Linked DNA regions of Oryctolagus cuniculus: region 1 is linked to region 2. The links are chromatin contacts, called in public Micro-C maps. All regions are on one chromosome and are shown on one strand. Each heading gives the region's core, a stretch centred on a gene start, on an enhancer-like site or on the middle of the called end of the contact. The rest is flanking DNA. Distances are from core to core; before and after follow the strand shown.

Region 1 (2,700 bases), core at 173-2,672, 250 kb before region 2:
TGTCGCTGGCATGACTTTGACCAAGAGCTGCCAAGGCATGGAACCTTGGAGAAGGCAGACCCACTCTTCAGGGACAGGGCTTTCATCTGCTGGACCCTGTGGCTCTTTCAGCTCTGAGTAACAGGCGGCAACCTCCTCCCGCTGTGTAGTGGGTTCTCAGAGCAGTGCACCCACCAAAGCGCGATTTCACAAGACGAGGGCCGGCAGGGCCGTCACCACACTCTTCGTAGGTCAGCTGGATGAAGTTAGTGCTCCACTTTGAGAGCGACGGGTGGGCCAGGTGAGCACCCCCTGCTGGATCCGTGGAGAAGGGGACTCGTGGCCTCCTGAAATGCAGTTTCTGACAATTCTGCCTCAAGCCTTGGAACTTTAGGTTCCCAGAACACATTCTCCACTTAAATTATTCAAGAAGCAGGGAAAAAAGAGAGACCTCATCCACGGATTCACTCCTCAAATGCTGTGAAGGCTGAAGCACCGGGGTCTCCCGTGTGGGTGGCAGGGACACACCCACTCGAGCCATCAGCAGGAGCCACAGCTGGGAACTGGAGCTGGACTTGAAACCAGGGGCTAGGCCAAGTGCCCCTGAAGTCTGGAGTTTTTAGGGCCCTAATACTAGCTCCTGGTTCACAAGCAATGACAGAAACTAAGTTTCCACTCGCGGAATGCGGACAAAGACCCTGGACTAGCTTGAGAGGTCGGGTGTGGAGCACGCCTCGGCTAATCCCATCGGCCACCGAATCCAGCCAGCGCGGCCTCCGGGAAGGCGCGGCGTGGAGCCCCGGCAGAGCGCTTCCCGGGCTGCGACGTCTGCAAGACTGGCCGCGGAGGCCGCGCGGGGCCCAGATTTTAAAGTGCCAGGCTTTTCCTCCTGGTCTCCCATGCAGGTTCAGGAGCCCAAACACCTGGGCCATCCTCCACTGCCCTCCCGGGCCACAGCAGAGAGCTGGAGTGGAAGAGGGGCAGCCGGGACTAGAACTCGGCGCCCATAAGGGATGCCCGCGCCGCAGGCGGAGAATTAACCTAGTGCGCCACGGCGCCGACCCCTTCAAGTGCTAATTAAAAAAAAAAAAAAAAAAAAAAAAGTGCCAGTATTGGCAACCGGCGAGAACCCATTTAAAAAGCCTGTCCTCTCGCCTCGCCGCACGGCTCCGTTCTTCTCACCCGGACCCCGGCTGAGCGCGGGTGGGCGCCGGAGGGCTCTGGTGACTCCCAGGAGACAGCGGCGTTCGGGAGCACCCGGAGGTGGCCGGCCATAACCCAGGCACCACCTCCGATGGCGATCCAGCGCCGAGGAGAGGGCTGGCGGGCGCAGCCACCACAGGCCGGAAGCACGCATCCTTGGACCACGCACGCGCAGCCGCGGACCGCCACAAGCACGCCTGCGCAGAGACGCTGGTCCGGAGTCTCACGGGATTGATTTTGCGCAGGCGCAGCCCGCAGATTTCCCCACGACTGCCAGTGCGCAGGCGCACGTCCCAGTCAGCCTAGTCCCGTAAACAGGGGTCGCTGGTGACACTTCTACTTCCGGGTCACGCTTGAAAGCGGCTGTCGGGAACCACCTAGGCCCGGGTCCGGTGAGTGCGGCCCTTGTTACGGGAGGGTCTGCAGCCGGGCCCCAGCCCGAGGCTCCGCGCCCAAGAACGTGTCCACCACTCCCGCTTGAGGTCTGCGGACCGTCGAGGCCGCCACGCGTTTTGGGCCGGGAGCCTCCCGAGCAGGTGCACCAAGTGGCCGGGCACCCCCACCCCCGCCTTCGCTCGGCTTTGGGCTTCGCGGCCGGAGCGAAGGGCAGCAGGGGGACGAGGCCCCGGAGGGCGGGTCGCGGCTTTCTTGGAGCGTCGGTGGTCTCGTCGTGTGTCCACCCACGGCTCGCCGCGTACGGGATGTCTGTCTCCGTTCCAGCAGAACTCGGGTTGCTCCGATAGGGGGTCTCTCCAGCTGCGCCTTATCCTGCCGTCACACTCGGTCCTGTGCAGACGTGTTTAACAAGCTGGAAGAGTAGATTTTGCTGCAGAACAGAAAAATCGAGATCAGTGTGTTTCTCATAAAACGCATTTTCCGCGATTGCATTTAGTTTCTTTTTCCAGCTTCCTACTGTCATGTTGTCGTTTTAAGATACGTTTGCCCAAATCTATTCCTTAGTTGTCGCGAATAGCCAATTGTTAGTTATTAATTCGCTTTAAGTCTCGCTCGTTAGAAACAAAACGCTCCTTCAGTGCTGTTGAGCTTTGCTTTGTTTTTACAACTTTAGATGATTTCAGAGTAGCTACACTTTTTGCTTTCTTCCTTATCTTAGGATGTGCCACAAGTATTCCCACTCTTTTCTCTGCTGAAGACATTTAACAATATTTCACAGATGCCTTATCATGAACATGGATGTGCTGTCCCGTAGCCTTTTTGCCTGTCTTCGCTGCCATACCCTTAGCAGAAGCCAGTGTTTGTGAAACACCTGCACTCTGGAGTTCTCTGCTGGCCAGACCCCGGCCTTCCCGCTGCTTCCAGCTCCCGGGGGGGGGAAAGGGGCGCATGAGTGAGCTGCAGTTACCTGAGGGGAGCCGAGCGCAGAGACTGCAGAGATCCACAGGGAAGGAGTGTATTCTGGCGCCGGCAGCCTTGTCTTGTTTGAAAACCACACAGCTCCTCAGGGGTCCTCGTGTGGACTGGGTCAGAGTTGAGCAGGGTCCTGTCAGCTCCTGTCAT
Region 2 (2,795 bases), core at 7-2,506:
TGTCCAGCGGGGCTCCCCAGGTACCCAGGGTGCAGGCAGGAGAGGTGGCCCGCACTCCGTGTCTCTAGCAGGGAGCCTGTGGCCTGCAGACTCGTGGAGGACCTGCGGTGGACGGGGGTTCCTGGCTGAAGGCCCGTATGCACTTCTCTCTGCCTGTACAGGGGCAGCGAGTCCAACAGGCCCCCGGGGCCCCTCACTGCCCAGGTTCAGAGGAAAAAGGAGATGCACACGGAGGCTGGGCACGGTGTGGACACAGCACGGGAGTGCCGGGGTGGTGGGTAGCCGGCGAGAGGCTGCAGTAACCTAGCAGCTTTTGGGAAGGGGTGACCTGCTCTGAGGTCACTTCTTGGGGCAGTGGGGCCAACCAGGAGGTCCGTGACCCTCATAGCCCACATGGAGTGTGTGACCTGTGGTGTGAGGTTCTCCCATGAGTGTTCTGGCCCGGGAGCCAGAAAAGCATCCTGGTGTAGGCCCAGCCTCTGGGGGAGAGCCGAGGGGGACTGGGGAGCTGCTGAGCGAGCCCATGTGGGCGTGGGGGTGGGCGTGGGCTGTGGGCAGGGCCCTGCACCGGCCTGTGTGGGAGGAAGGCCTCAGAGCTGGGAGAGGAGGCTGTGGACCCTGTTAGCTGCAGAGGCACCAGGGAGGGAACTGAAGAGGGTACCCAGGAAGTACCCAGGGAGTGGCAGATGGTGAGGCCGGGGCCAGGTGTCCGAGCGCTCTCGGCCGGCCTTGCCCTCCTAGCCCACTGGGGAGGACGCTTGCCATCGGATCCGCCTCAGTCTCTCCTAGAGACATTGGCTGGGAGGCAGAATAGGGTCCCTGGAGGCTGCTCCCTGCCTTCCAGGGGGTGGCGTCTCTGGTCATAGGAGGGCGGGGGTCCCCGGGACCCCCACTGATGACTGACAGCTGACCAGGCTGTCAGCCTGCCCCAGGAGGGGCAGTGGCAGTTCCCTAGCCCTTGACCCCTGGATCTGACTTCTCTGTAGCAGGGAGGAGCGTGGGGGAGGCGGGAAGGGCCGAGTTTATTAGCCAGGGAGGGCTGGAGGCGGCTGCATTCCGACCATCAGACTGGAACATTTCTGTGATCCGCTGTAATGCACTGGGGGACACTGGGCGCATTGCTGGAGTTTGACTCATAGGGACCGGGAGGGGAGGGCGGGCGAGGGGGAGGCAAGGAAATCCCTGGAGAAATTTCCTTAAAAAAAAAAAAAAAAAAAAAAAAAGGAAACTTTCAGAGCGCGAACCACCCCCACCCCTTCTAATGGGAACAGGATGGGCCCTTGCTCTCCTCAGCAGGCTGGGGTGCCGTGGCGGTGGGGAAGCTGGGCAGTGATTCAGATCTGCCCAGGCCACTCTTCCGAGGCCGGGCGCGCGCGTGGGAGCCCGGTGGACCCCGCGCCCGGCCATGGGCTCCGCGCGCGCCGCCAGCCCTGCACGGAGAGACCCGCGGGGTAGGCAACCCGCAGGGGGCGCGCGGGCCGGGGTGCACGGGACGCGAGGCCCAGGGCGCAGGGGGCGCGCGTGACCGGCGCGCGGGCCCAGGGTGCAGGGCGCGTGGGGCGGCGCCGCGCGGGCGCGGGTTTCCGGGACCGCGCGGGCCGGAGCGTCCCGGGCCGCCCCTCCCCTCGCGCTCGCAGCCGCAGATAAAGCGCTTCCTTCCATTGTCACCGCGCCCGGCCGCCGGCTGCCAGGGCCCGCCCGCCGGCGCCCTCCCTGCTCGCGCCTCCCGTCGCCGCGGCCTCGGCGTCTGGCCCCGCCCGCCATGCGACCCCCGCTCTGAGCGCCTGGCCCGACGCACGGCCCGCGGGTGAGTACCGGGCCCGGCGCTCCCGCGACTGCGCCCCCGGCCCGCACCCCGCCGGGCTCCGGCTGCTGCCGCCGGGCCGGTGCTGCGTCCCCGGGACGCAGGCCTCCCCGGCACCCACATCCGCCCGCCCTGGCGGCGGCGGCGGCGGCGGCGGCGGCGGCGGCCGAGGGAGGGGCTGCGAGCTCGCGCCGCGGGCCGCGGTTCCCGGAGGGCGGTGCCGTGGCGGGAGGTGGGCAGCGCGCGGGTTCAGGGCAGGACCCGCCGAGCTGGGGCCGGAGCCCAGTGCCGCATCCCGCGGAGCCGGGCGGGGCCTGCTCGCATCCTTGGGTGGGGAGAGCCGTGCCCCAGAGGGTCCCGGGCTGGGGGCGGGGAGGGCTCTGGGGCGTGGGCCCGCGCTCTTGCTCGCCCACTGGCCTGAAGAGACACCTGTGTCCAGGTGAGCTGAGGAAGGCGGTGCAGGAGCGCAGGAAGGTGCGGCCCAGGCTGTGGACTGAGGGGTGGGGACAGGAAGCGCCCCCCCACACACCGCAGGGTCTGTGGGTGCTGGGGAGAGTGAGGGCGGGTGCGGATCTGGCAGCTGGGTTCTCTCCGTCGGGTTGCTAGGCCTGGGGCTGGGACGGAGCCCGGTAGGGCCTGGAGGCCTCCAGCAGCCCTGTTGGCTTCCCCGCGGCCGCTGCTTGGCCTGAGCTGGCCAGCCATTGCTCCCCATTCCCCTCCCTGCGGTTGCCTACGCCAGGGGCCTCCCAGCCTCTGCATCTGCTGCAGGTTGGACTCTGCCTGCTGGCGTTTGGGTGAGAGCCGCGTATTGGCTTTGGCACCCTCTGGGAGCAACATCTGGACTCTTCCAGTGTGGCTTCCACTTGCCCTGACCCCTGGGGCCCTTCGAGTCCCTCCCCCACCCCCAGTTTCCAGCAGGAGCCCGAGGCCTGGACATCCCGCCCCGTCCAGTCCCCGTGTGCTGGGGAACTTTCCAGTTACTTCTGAGGGC

The links. Hi-C and Micro-C count contacts between places; a contact is called where the count stands out from the background.
Region 1: a Micro-C map of ear pinna shows a contact between it and region 2, with 4 times the contacts expected there. The contact joins the promoter of ASB8 here to the promoter of HDAC7 in region 2. A contact is called at or near these places in 2 of 6 Hi-C or Micro-C datasets (ear pinna and skin fibroblasts).

Annotation. Positions count from the first base shown.
Region 1 is chr9:137,714,740-137,717,439 of mOryCun1.1, reverse strand. It overlaps ASB8 (ankyrin repeat and SOCS box containing 8), which reads left to right and starts at 1,422. Exons shown (of 4, transcript XM_002723441.5): 1 at 1,422-1,574.
Region 2 is chr9:137,468,239-137,471,033 of mOryCun1.1, reverse strand. It overlaps HDAC7 (histone deacetylase 7), which reads left to right and starts at 1,256. Exons shown (of 26, transcript XM_051850417.2): 1 at 1,256-1,451. The coding sequence starts at 1,273.